Regions from separate parts of the Mus musculus genome. Here all the other regions are linked to region 1. Evidence: chromatin contacts called from public HiChIP or PLAC-seq and promoter capture Hi-C data. All regions are on one chromosome and are shown on one strand. The core of a region is the stretch at or near the end of the contact, and the rest is flanking DNA. Distances in the headings are between cores, read along the strand shown.

What was found. Promoter capture Hi-C pulls out the DNA fragments that hold promoters and counts their contacts. HiChIP or PLAC-seq counts read pairs in DNA pulled down with a chosen protein or histone mark. Capture Hi-C pulls out chosen DNA fragments and counts their contacts.
Region 2: a promoter capture Hi-C map of adipose tissue shows a contact between it and region 1, with 2.4 times the contacts expected there. The contact joins the promoter of Tmem9b here to the promoter of Eif3f in region 1. A contact is called at or near these places in 2 of 39 promoter capture datasets (liver and pre-B cells), 1 of 484 Hi-C or Micro-C datasets (erythroblasts), 1 of 115 datasets of contacts at active chromatin or transcription factors (thymic regulatory T cells) and 1 of 9 other capture datasets (adipose tissue).
Region 3: a contact with region 1 is called in an H3K27ac HiChIP or PLAC-seq map of embryonic stem cells, with 6 times the contacts expected there. The contact joins the enhancer-like site here to the promoter of Eif3f in region 1. A contact is called at or near these places in 4 of 39 promoter capture datasets (cranial neural crest, embryonic stem cells and stem cell-derived epiblast-like cells), 1 of 484 Hi-C or Micro-C datasets (embryonic stem cells), 5 of 115 datasets of contacts at active chromatin or transcription factors (acute myeloid leukemia, embryonic stem cells and stem cell-derived neural progenitor cells) and 1 of 9 other capture datasets (embryonic stem cells).
Region 4: a promoter capture Hi-C map of stem cell-derived epiblast-like cells shows a contact between it and region 1, with 2.3 times the contacts expected there. The contact joins the enhancer-like site here to the promoter of Eif3f in region 1. A contact is called at or near these places in 2 of 39 promoter capture datasets (embryonic stem cells and stem cell-derived epiblast-like cells), 2 of 115 datasets of contacts at active chromatin or transcription factors (embryonic stem cells and large pre-B cells) and 1 of 9 other capture datasets (embryonic stem cells).

The regions. Positions count from the first base shown.
Region 1 is chr7:108,933,042-108,936,013 of GRCm38.p6, forward strand. Eif3f (eukaryotic translation initiation factor 3, subunit F) reads left to right here and starts at 1,374. Exons shown (of 8, transcript NM_025344.2): 1 at 1,374-1,766. The coding sequence starts at 1,391.
Region 2 is chr7:109,750,675-109,753,646 of GRCm38.p6, forward strand. Tmem9b (TMEM9 domain family, member B) reads right to left here and starts at 1,589. Exons shown (of 5, transcript NM_020050.1): 1 at 1,397-1,589. The coding sequence starts at 1,504. It also overlaps the pseudogene 4930431P19Rik.
Region 3 is chr7:108,195,036-108,198,007 of GRCm38.p6, forward strand. No RefSeq gene overlaps it. Among named protein-coding and RNA genes, the nearest start is that of Gm39066, 12 kb to the left of the region's middle. Within about 2 kb of position 1,521, at least 7 of the 459 cell types and tissues checked have an H3K27ac peak or open chromatin away from gene starts, as enhancers often do. A contact at or near this core is called in embryonic stem cells and stem cell-derived epiblast-like cells, where this site is marked.
Region 4 is chr7:108,304,180-108,307,151 of GRCm38.p6, forward strand. No RefSeq gene overlaps it. Among named protein-coding and RNA genes, the nearest start is that of Olfr491, 11 kb to the right of the region's middle. Within about 2 kb of position 1,447, at least 6 of the 459 cell types and tissues checked have an H3K27ac peak or open chromatin away from gene starts, as enhancers often do. A contact at or near this core is called in stem cell-derived epiblast-like cells, where this site is marked.

The sequences.
Region 1 (2,972 bases), core at 124-2,623:
TACAAAGTGAGTTCCAGGACAGCCAGGGCTATACAGAGAAACCCTGTCTCAAAAAACCAAAAAATAAAAATAAAAAATGAAAATATTTATTTATCTATTACACACACACACACACTGTCCCTATCTTCAGACACACCAGAAGGAGGCATCAGATCCTATTACAAATGATTGTAAGCCACTGTGTAGTTGCTGGGAATTGAACTTAGGACCTTTGGAAGAGGTTATTGCAGAGAATCTGCGTTGAGGTTCTAGCAAGGGGAAGGGGTTGGTTGGTGGCTTACAGCTACTCACAACTCTAGTTGTGTTCCTAACCGCTGAGCCATCTCTCCAGTACCAGCATAGGAGTCTTCATAATTAGCTCCTGGCCCTGCTTAGAGATCTATCCTTTCTTTTGATAATGCCATTTAACCACCAAATTCTTTCTTTAAATGTACTAGTCTTGCTCTCATTCACCTTAAGCCCTCTACATGAACTGTTCACTCCACCAGAAGAGCTCTCCCTACAAAACCCCAAATAATAGTTGGCTGCCTGAATTCTTCAAGTTTCCACTCCAACTTGATACCCTCATTGTATCCTACTCTAACCCTTCATAATCTTTCATGCTCTCATAACCTCCACTGATCATTTCTTTCTCATAGCACAGTCAAATAGTAATAATAATTTACTGTGTATCGAAGCACTTTCTAACCTAATGTAGGATTTAGTCCTTTTCTCTCCCCCAAAGAGAATGCAACCCTTTGCTATTTAGTTCACTTATATACCCTAGCATATAAGAGAGAGTCTGGTGCATATTAAGCATTTAAATTGTTGAATGAATATGCCTCCCTAATGATGCCTTATGAAGCCATCACAAATAAAGCACTATTGGTCAGGCATGATGATTCCTGCCTATAGTCCTAGCATTCGGGAAGCAGAGGCAGGAAAGTTGAGGTAAGTTCCAGGCCAACCTAACCTATATGGCTAGGCGTGGAATGCAAAGTAGATCCTGAGTCCAAATTTTAATTCATTGATTAATAAGTTAAATGGATGTAACAGTGAATCCCCTGTAAGACTGATATTTAATATCCATTTAAGTCTTAAACAATTGCGACCTTTACACTACTCTGTGCCGCCACCTGGTGGCAACTGTGTAGATTGCTAGTTGCTTCCTCCCCATTCCCACCCCAGGAAGTCCTAAAGTTACTAGGAACTACTCTGGACTCCTACACACTGAGTGCGCATCGGACAGAAATTAAAGCGCACACCGCGCACTAAAACTTACAACTAGCCGGAAATTTCATGTCCAATAGTCATCAAGATATGATTCACGTGGTATAAATTTAGCCAATCAAATTTCTAATTCCTCCAACTCACGCTCTTCTGTTCTAGGCTCTCTCTCTTTCTCGGCAAGATGGCTTCTCCGGCCGTACCGGCTAATGTCCCTCCTGCCACTGCAGCCGCAGCCCCGGCGCCGGTCGTCACCGCAGCCCCGGCTTCAGCCCCGACCCCATCCACGCCAGCTCCGACACCGGCTGCGACTCCCGCTGCGTCCCCGGCGCCCGTCTCGTCTGATCCTGCTGTAGCTGCGCCTGCAGCCCCGGGCCAGACCCCAGCCTCCGCGCCAGCCCCAGCGCAGACGCCGGCGCCTTCGCAGCCCGGGCCCGCCCTCCCGGGGCCTTTCCCGGGCGGCCGCGTGGTCAGGCTACACCCCGTCATTTTGGCCTCGATCGTGGACAGCTACGAACGCCGCAACGAGGGAGCTGCCCGAGTTATTGGAACCCTGTTGGGTGAGTTCTGGGGAAATTAATGTTTTCTTCCTGTGCATCTTACTATTCCTCTCGTTCCATCGCCCCTGAACTCTTAGCCTGTTTCTCTTTTTGCACCTTCCTACTGTGGCTTGCCTTCCCGAGTGATCTGAATTCAGCCGAATTGCCGTTAAGCCACAGAAATGTGCAAGGAGTAGGTATAAGCTATTGCGTAGTTTGTGATACTTGATCTACATGTTATTTTATACTCCCAACAACGTGGTACTGAGAGGGCATGCTGCCAAAAATGAAAGCTCAAATGACAGCAAGTTCAAAGCCCTTGACCCGTTAAACAGAGTACCCACATGCCCTCTCTTATGCAGTGACCTACCACCACCCCAGCACAAACAGAAAGTGCCCACCACCCATGTTAGGGAAGAGGATGTGTCAGAAGCTTCCTCCAACTCAAATAAACCAGGTATATTTGTAACATATTCTGGATATATAATATCTAGCTTTCCTAAACTTTTCAGACAGGCACGTGTCCCAAGGTTTTCCTACATACTGGTTCATAAACCCTAGATATGCTCAGCTCCAAGTTCTACCCCCACCCCCAACCCCCACCTCACTCCTCTGATTTTTCATTTGGACACAGACTGTTGTTGTATTATGTGTCCGTCGCTAACCTTCAAGATGAAGAGAAGCCAACTATCTGAAGAGGTTGGCATCCCAGGCTTACGGGAGGGTGGCAGGAAGTGAAGCCCTCAGTGGTTTGGTCACCTGCCTGTGGGGCAGGACTCACAGGGAGCTGAGAAGACTCCTCCAGGCTGGTCTCTGCAGAGGCCCATGACCAGCACTCATTCCAGAGCCGAGGCAGGGGAAACTAGAGAACATGCCTGCTTTGTGGAAAGTAGTAGACCTGAGTTGGGCCTGGACAGCAGATTGAGGGCTGAAGCAGAGCACCTGCAAAGGGGAGGCAGAGAGAGGCAGAGAGTGGACGCAAGGAAATAGAGCTCGCAGGTCAAGGCGTGACAGAACTGCAGCATGAGAGGGGTTTGGGTGAGTTCTAGAGCTGCCGTTGTGCATACAAGAAGAAAGGACAGAGTGTGGCTTGGGCTTGGTATTCCTTGTGAGGTGCCCCTGAGTGTACCAGTGGGTTGGTCAAGTAGAAAATTGAGTAAGCAGGGCTGCCAGGGCGCTTCACTGCCTGCCCGTGCTTCACTTCCCAGAGCCCACATGATGGAAGGA
Region 2 (2,972 bases), core at 339-2,838, 820 kb after region 1:
GGAAAGTAGTTTGAATCTTCCCATTGTCCCCCAGGAAACTTGTCTGGCAATCCATGGTTGACAAGAAAAGCAACTCCTAGCAATACGAGTTTCAGGAGGCAAAGCAAGCAGGCATTAAATGCTGCATAAATCCAAGAGATGCTTTCTCAGCAAAGGGTTGTTTATTCGAGAAGGCTGTGGCTCATTAGTCCCCACTGAGACATATCCACCACTCCTAGGTACAATGAAATGTCTGGCAGAGCTGTTGACAGGTCCTAAATGTATCAGTAACCACTGTGCCAGAGCCTGTGCTCAATGAGGAGGACTCAGAGAAGCAAAAGACACAGCTCCTGTTTCCTGGGACAAATCCTATCAAGGGGAGACGGATGTTTATATCATGATACACTACATAAAATGGTAATGTTTGACATCCATACAGAGAGTCCATACTAGAAGTATTTCAAAAGTTGGGAAACTTTTTGCTGTCCCTATTTCTGATGACACCAGAAAGACTGAAAAAAAAAAAAAAACCAAATTGCTCAAAAACACCTGCCTACCTGTGACCTATCTTTCCCAGCCCTTTATAACATTTAAAAATATTATAAAACTTTTTAAAAATGCAGTGTCACTATTTCCCACTACACCGTGGAGTCTTTCTATTTTGCCCCAAAATTAGTTAGCCCACTGGGAGGAAAGCACATGTTTTCTTGGGCCAGAACAGCTCTGGGTCACCAGAAAATATATGGGGACCAAAAGGTTTAGAAACACAGTGAGGAATAGGACACAACTTCCTGTCACCTCTCTCCTAGGCTAGTAAATTATCAGAAGAGGGGTGTGTGTGTGTGTGTGTGTGTGTGTGTGTGTTTTCCTGGAGGGGATCTTGGTGAGAGTATCAGGCTAGTGGGGTGGCCCTACAGGTCCTTCTGGGAACGGGTAGTTGCCATGAGATTCGAGCCCCCACCATGGCAAGGGAATCTGCTTATCAATGAGTTGAGAGGAGCTAGTCCCTAGTAGGGAAGACTTCGGGGAGATGAGGGTGAGGGGAGCTAGTCCCTACTAGAGAAGATTTCAGGGAGATGAGGGTTTCCCACCGTTTGGATTGGGGGCTGAGAGCTGCCCAAGTTTAAGGGTGGAAAGTTCAAAGCTCCCAGGGCTGGAAAGTTCCGGGTGTGTCCCGTCGGGGCTGGGAAGGGAAATGTCAAGAGGCAGAGGGTTATAGACCCCGCTCTGGCACTGTTTGGGGCTAAGGCTTAGGATGCTCTAGAGAGGGCCAGCCCGGGCTGTGAAGCGGGGTCGGGGGGATTTGGCTGTCGGATTGGGAGACCGGAGAGTGGGGAGCAAGTGGTCAGCCCCAGTTTCTGCCAGGCCAGAGGCAGGGGCGGAGCTCCTGTCAGGAGCCGGGCGGGGCGGGACTCACCTTGGCGGCGCCTGTCAGCTGCGCGAGCAGCAGCACCGACAGCGCCAGGCAGGACATGCTGAGCCCCGAGCCCAGCCGCAGCAGGTTTCCGCACCATAGGCTCGCCATCGCGGGAGCCAGCCGCTCCTGCGAGCCCCGAGCCCCGCGCCCGGCTCGGGATCCGGCTCGGGATCCTCCGCCCGCACTTCCGCCTGGGCCTGCGCGTCACCGTCCGCGCCGGGTCAGCTGCGAGAAAGCCTCCGCCCCGGAAACGGTTCCGGGTGCACAAGGCCCGCCACGGTCGCGGCCCCGGGGGTGCACTAAAGGCTGGGGGTCTTCCCCGGCCAGAGCTGGCGAATCCTGCACCCCAAGGGAGCAGGCCATGCGGATCTAGTCCCGCAGGCCGGGTGAACCCCATCCCCGGGAACTGCGAAGGCCGAGAGGGTGCTGTTCAGGAGACCTGACCAGAAGAGCCCGAGCGTCCTTAGATCGGAAGCCCACCCGGCGATGGAGGCTCGAGGCTCCGCACCGGGGCTTCAGTACGAACCTGCGGTCCGTGCGCCTCCAGGACACAGACTCCTGCCCGGCTCCCAACAGTAACTGTGAGCTGTCCACGCGGGTGTGGCTTCCACTAGGGGCTGACAGCCTTGGTCCAGTCTAGGACTGGGAAGTGGGCCACGGCGGCGAATCTGGGCTGGCTCAAGTCAGGCTTTGCAAGATGCGGACGCCCCTGGAGCATCCCCCGCCCAGGACTCCTGGAGGTGGAGAATCCAGGAGCCAAGCTCCTGTGAGGCAGTGCCTATTTAAAACAGTTGACCTCTCAGTCAGTTCTGGGAGCGCAGACCCTACTCCATGGGGTGTCTTTTTCTGTAGATACTTCAGGAGCACCCTGGAGAGAACATAGAGCTGCTCATTAAAATATTTTTTCCACTTAGTAGAGACTCTGGGGGTAGAGAAAGGGATGCAGCGTGCTCATCACAGCCCTTAGGGATTTGCTGAATGTCATAAGGGAAAATCACTTCCTTTCAATAAAAGGGGATTAAGTTTTATGATTTTCAATTTTTACTTATAAGACACCCCCACCCCGCCCCTTCAAGTGGTCCTTTCCTGGTTGGTGGAAATGTCTTTCTTAATTTACAGGTAGAAATTTCGCAGCGTTTTTCTGCTATGTGATTCTTGTCGATACTAGACTAGAATCTAACACAAAGTGCTATTGCATTAAATGTATTTAGCCCTTTTTTAGTCCTAAATGGCAACTAGCCCAAAGGACTAGATGCTTTCGCACCAGTTCTTGTGACAATCCTGTCACAGTGGGAATAATTGTCCTTCTAAGGGGTGTCCTACTAATCGCAGGGCTGTCAGGATAAAATTTGTTGGTGAGGTATTGTAGATCATCCTGTCACAGTGGGGATAATTGTCCTTCTAAGGGGTGTCCTACTAATCGCAGGGCTGTCAGGATAAAATTTGTTGGTGAGGTATTTAGATCTGATTGCTAAAAGCTGACTTAGTAGCCAGTTTGGATCAGTTTAGAGCTGTATGTCTGACATGTCCTTCAGATAAAGCATAGGAACCCTCCTTCAAAATTCTTTTCAGAGCC
Region 3 (2,972 bases), core at 271-2,770, 740 kb before region 1:
ATATATATATGCTTACAATTGCTTAAAATTGTTTGTCCCTCAATACTATAAATTCTCAAATTTCAATTGTTTATGCATATACAACTCATGAGCAAAAATGTTGTTCTTTGAAGAAGACTGTCTTTGGATATTTAAGAATTTGTTCTAGATTGCCTGGACAAGACCTCTTAAAGCAGTGACATGCTAGATTTCTATCCCAGGTGGATTATAGACCTTACACAATAATTGGCCATATAATCTCATTCTTTATCATAAAAACAGTAATAACTTAGGATAATATTTTGGTATTTTTAGAGAATGTGCATATCAAATTGTAAAAATTTGTTCTTAGTGTCCTCAGTTTCTAACTGTTTCCACATTATGGTGTTAGTTCTTAAGGACTTATACTTAATCAATTGCTGCAAATGGAAACTCTTATTTCTGATTAATAAATAAATTATACACATGTGACGATTAATACCTTTTCAAGCTTTCGAGTTACAACTGCTTTACAAAAGAAACAACTACATGTATAGTTAGCCATTGCCTATGTTAATTTTTTTTTTATGTACTTGGTGTTCCAAATTAGATTACAACAGATAATGGAATCGACTATAACTGTCAAGTATTTAAGATGTTTTTTCAACACTTTAATGTTACCCATGCTACTGAGACATTTTATAATTCTCAAAGACAAGGTATTGTGGAACTTTAAAAACTATATCTTCTTAAAAAACAAAGAAGGGGAGGAGTTATATCCCCGTGTACATTATTTAAATCACATTTTTATTTTTAAAATTTTAAAATTTAAAATTTTGGATGTCAAAGAACTTAATAAATGCCTTATAGTATCTTAAAATTAGACATAATCATGTCTAGGTGAGATGAAAAGGATCTACTTATTGGCATATGTCTTGATCCTGAACAGCTACCCTATATGGGGAAGAGAGAAAGCTTAGGTTTTCTCCACAGAATGTTGCAGAAGCATGACAACTGCCAGAATGATTCTTGTGACAGGCTGACCTGTGAGTTCACTGAGTGCCCAGACTGTGGTGACAAGAAAGCTGATTTGGGCATATATTTTTTGACCCACCTTTGCTTGCCTTTGTCCCAGATTGGACAAGCTAAGCAGCCTTGCTTCAAGCTTTTTAAATTTATGGGACAGAAAACATTAGAGACCATGGAATCTGACTTTAGAAAGATTAGTCATAAAAAGGAGTTATAATGATTCTTCTCTTCCTTCAATGGTCAATGTGACCAGTTATTCTAACTCAATCTTGGACTGGTCTAGTAATAATTCCAATATTGGAGATTCCTATGGAAGATAGCTAAAAATCTTTATTAGCTAGCAGAGTTAACTTAGAGCTTAACCTATTTACATGAGAAACAGCCTTTCTGTTGATTCTCAAAGTCAATTCCCCCACACCTTGAGGCCAGAGATTGAGCTTGATTGTTGCTAATTTGCAACTGAATAGAGTACCTAGACTTCCCCAAAGAAGCTTTTATCCTGTTGCTTTTCAACTGTCTTGACTTTGTTTTTCAAGCAGGTCAGTCAAAGCCATACAGCCTGTCTCCAGCAAGCATGCAGCAGCCTTGCCTCCAGCGAGCGCAGGTGGCAGAAATTCATCAATATGAAGAAACATATTGAATATATATATTGTGGCTTTGGTCTGATTGGAATAAGGTGTGCTATAAAGCTGGTTAGCCAACGACAGGCAACCAGATTTCTGAACTGAATCAATCTAAGACAGAGGTATATGCCAACAGGCTGTGGTTTATTAATAATACACCATGGAGCCATGTTTGTGCAAAATAAACACAAACAAGCTGCATATGTTCTCCTTGATGGATAAGAATAATTAGTGGAAAATCTGAGTCCCCAAGCCAGGCACAGCCACCAGCCACCATAATTCCCAAATAAGTTTTATGCCCCAGTCCAGCTAATTTTTATTATATATTTAGGAAGGAATTGTAGCCTCCCCCAGCCTTGAAGCAGGGTGATTCAGACCTCACTGAAACTGTGTATGAGATCACCTGGGGTGGAGCCTTCCGACTTAGATATCTCTATTGTTCTGTCACCTGCTGCTGCTCTTCTCCAAGACACTGCTACCTGCTGAGAGGCCCGTGAGAAATTTCGAAGACCGCAACTGGCAGATCAGCCTACAAGCTGGCAACAGGCACCAAGAATGGATTGGTGGGGGATGGGAATCTCCCTTTATAAGCACAGACTCTTAGTAAACTTTGCGGGTCTTGAACAGAAATGTGTCTTGGCCTCCATTATTCCTCTCGATGTTCTCTCCCATACAGCTCCTGCCTCCCACTTAGGAACCCTGTTAGTGTGGCTGCAGGCAGCCACAGAAATCACTACCTAGTAATCAAAAGAAAAATCAACCAAGATTGAATTCCAATTCTCAACATCAATGCCCAAAACAGAAGGGAACCTAAGTTTGTATAATAAAGACTACAACAGCTTAAGTCACATATTGTCACTCACACTGAGAGTGGCAATCCTCAGTATACCAGTCTGGCCAACTTCTGGAATGAATAAGTTAGCACCCCCTCCCCCAATAACACTGAATCCTCTTCTATGAGGTCAGAATGTTCAGCTGTTTTTGTTTGTTTGTTTTCTATATTACTCTTTAAGCATTAATAATTCTGAAATAAAACACAAACCATCAGGGGGTGGGTGGGTATGGGGGACTTTTGGTATAGCATTGGAAATGTAAATGAGCTAAATACCTAATAAAAAATGGAAAAAAAAAAGAAATGATAATTTACACATCCATAAAGATTTTCTTTTTGAGATGTTTGAAGATAGTTTCGAAAGATAGGAAAGAATGGCCATTTAGAAAGATAGAGGAAGGAGTCAGGTCCACACAGGAGAGCACATTGGCCGCAGAAGCAACATAGCTTCTCAGACAGGATTCCTTTGGACCTTCATCCTCAGCCAGGAGGCAGAGCTGATACTCAGACCTCTGTGTACCTTTCCTGTA
Region 4 (2,972 bases), core at 197-2,696, 630 kb before region 1:
GAGTTGATTTAGTTAAAATTTTCTTTTTGATTATCTATAACTTGTTTCTCATCTATAGATAATAAATATATATGTTTCAAAGTTAAAATATGTATTCACAATTCTTGAGAGGTTACCATTTCTTCAGAAAATTCTTTATGAACAAAAAAATCAAGAAAATTACAACAGTAGCTTATGCCAAACCAAAAATATTCATCTGATATAATACAAACCTTAAAAAGCATTAACACAGGCAATGTGAGTATAGAGTACCTTTAAATTATTTCCATGACACACTTACAATTTAAATTTTAAGATAGATATAAATAATAGCATAACCTAATGCATACTTACATATCAAAATATATTTATTTGTATGGTATTTAAAAATAACAAAATTACAGATGTCATTGTATAGCAGTTCAGATATTGAAAGAGCTACATAAACTTTCCCATACAGTAATACCTTTAGTATTTCTACCTGGAGTGTCCTGGACTATTGAAAGCATGCACCATTGCTGCTGAAGAGAGAACAGCAAAGGAGACAGAATACAGTGTGCTTGCCAAAGTGACAGTCAGTCCTCAGCCCAACCAAGAAATGCAGTTAGGGCACATTTCCCAGCCCTGACCTTCTCTAAGACTCAGACACGGGTTGTCAATACTTGACGTATTAGTTCCATCCCACAGTGTACCTTGTACAACAAGGCAAAGGAAAGGGCAATGCAATCAATGGGACCTTTCACATCAGAAAGGATTATTTGTCCTTTGAAATACCCATATTTTAATGTTTTATTAATTGCCGCAGACCCTTTTTGGTCCCTGTCTGCGAAGAATGGGTCTCTAGTTGCAGGTGGACAAGGAGTTGGTAAATGACAAACAGAAGTGACACTACACGAGAGATTGTGTAGAATCTGAGGGTATTGTCACAAAGTGAACACCAGTCTTATATAATACAGAAAACAAGGAGGTAGGATGTCACAGCAGGCAAAGCACATTGAAATTATCTGACACAAAACAAAGGAATGACTTCAAAAGGACTTACAGGAACCAGGTAATATTTACAGTAAAGATAAAACAGCCCTGCCTCAGGTCAGCTGACAGATAAGGATTTCACACCCTAGTCACAATTTGTGCTACTCCTTTGAGCCTTGTGAAAGCTTGCACCAGGAGGTTCTTCTCTAGCAGACCTTCTCATGAATAATGTAACACCACAAACCCCCTATTTCCTAGGCCTTGATAAGTTCTTGCATGAGTGTAACTTGGCTGTTCTTTTAAGTATCTGTGGAGAATCTCCATTTGTCAGAAGAATTCACCAACTTGTTTCTAATATGCCATGTAGCCTGCTATACCTGGCTGTAGAGAAGATCCCTGTCTCAGGGGGATTCCCTAACTCTCTCATGGTAAACCCACCTATTAGCTAGGCCATTGTGTATTCCCTTGTTTGGGTGAGACTGGCTAATGTCCTAAGTAATCACTATGCAGGCTGGCCCTGAGCTATTCTAGCTCCATTCTTTGTAATGCCTAATTAGTTTCACTGTCTCTACTAGAAGTAAAATTGAATGTTACTGAATAGGCAACCTCACTGAATTTCTACTGAATTTCAAGTTCGCTGGCTTCAAGGATTTCCTAGGACTTTGGAACACTGCTGGAGGTTTGCCTATGTCAGAATTCAATTTTTAAAGGCACTTATAATAAAACAATACTGAAAGAGAGCATGTGGATCCATCCATACACCAGACTAACGCAGGGATAGGGTATGAAGTATACAGGTTATGAGAATGCCTGGTTCCAGGAGGTTGAGTTTCCTTGAAACTCCCTGCCTCATGAGTGCTTCCAAGCAGACTTCACTGGAGTGTGCGTAGCAATTTATTTGTTCACAGAATATGTTCTCTGTAAAAAATCTTTCAAAGCTCATTCATTGAAATTTTTAAAAAAATGAAAGTGAAAACTTAAAATCTCAATTTAAAGCCAATATAATGGCATGTAAATGAAGTAAAAAATTTAAATATCTATTTTTATATATTAGTTTTAATTATTACTAACTCAAAGTGTCCCAATTTTTGAAGTGTCTTTAATCCTGTCATCTCTTACTCAGATTGAGTGAAGCAGGACTTAGGATACTTGTGTGTGTGAGTGTGTGTGGTGTGTATGTATGTATGTATGGTGTGTGTGTGTTTGTTATGTGTGTGTGTGGTGTGTGTGTGTGAGTGTGTGTGTGGTGTGTGTGGTGTGTGATGTGTGTGTTATGTGTGTGTGTGTGAGTGTGTGTGGTGTGTGTGTGTGTGTGTGTGTGGTGTGTGTGTGTGTGTGTGTGTGTGTGTGTGTGTGTGTATAAGGAAGTCCACACATCAGCATGCTTGGGCCATCTGCAATTACTGCTGCCTACTATGCCACGGACCAGGCCTAGTTGGGCTCTCATCAATCTGTGGGAATCAGGGGTTCTGGCAAGTGGATATGGAGTCAGCGAGAATGAGGTGACAAACAGACACAACTTGAGAGAGTGTGTTGTATCTGAATGTATTTTTTCAAACGAACACCAGACTTTTAATACAGAAGAAAAACAAGAAATCTAGGCGAACACATCCGCCAAGTTACAGTGACACAAAACAAAAAGAATGCATACATAAAAAGATGGCGGGACCAGGCCATGTTTACCACTTAATTAAAAATATCAGCTAAACACTGGAGGCAGGTGAATGTTCTAATGCAATGCTAGTCTATTGTTAAACCCACCATCAGGGGATCTTTAGTAAATACCTGATTATGCTACTCCTCTGGGCCTAGTGAAGAAATCTGTACCAAACTTACCTATTTCCTAGGCCATTGTGTATTGCTGTGTTTGAGTGTGACTCAGCTATTTTCCTAAGTAATTACTATGCAGACTAGCCCTGAGCTTTTCTAGCTCTGTTCAAGTAAATAGTAATGCCTAGTTTCACTGTCTCTACTAGAAGTGAATGTGAATGTTACTGAATAGGCAACATTCTTACTGAATT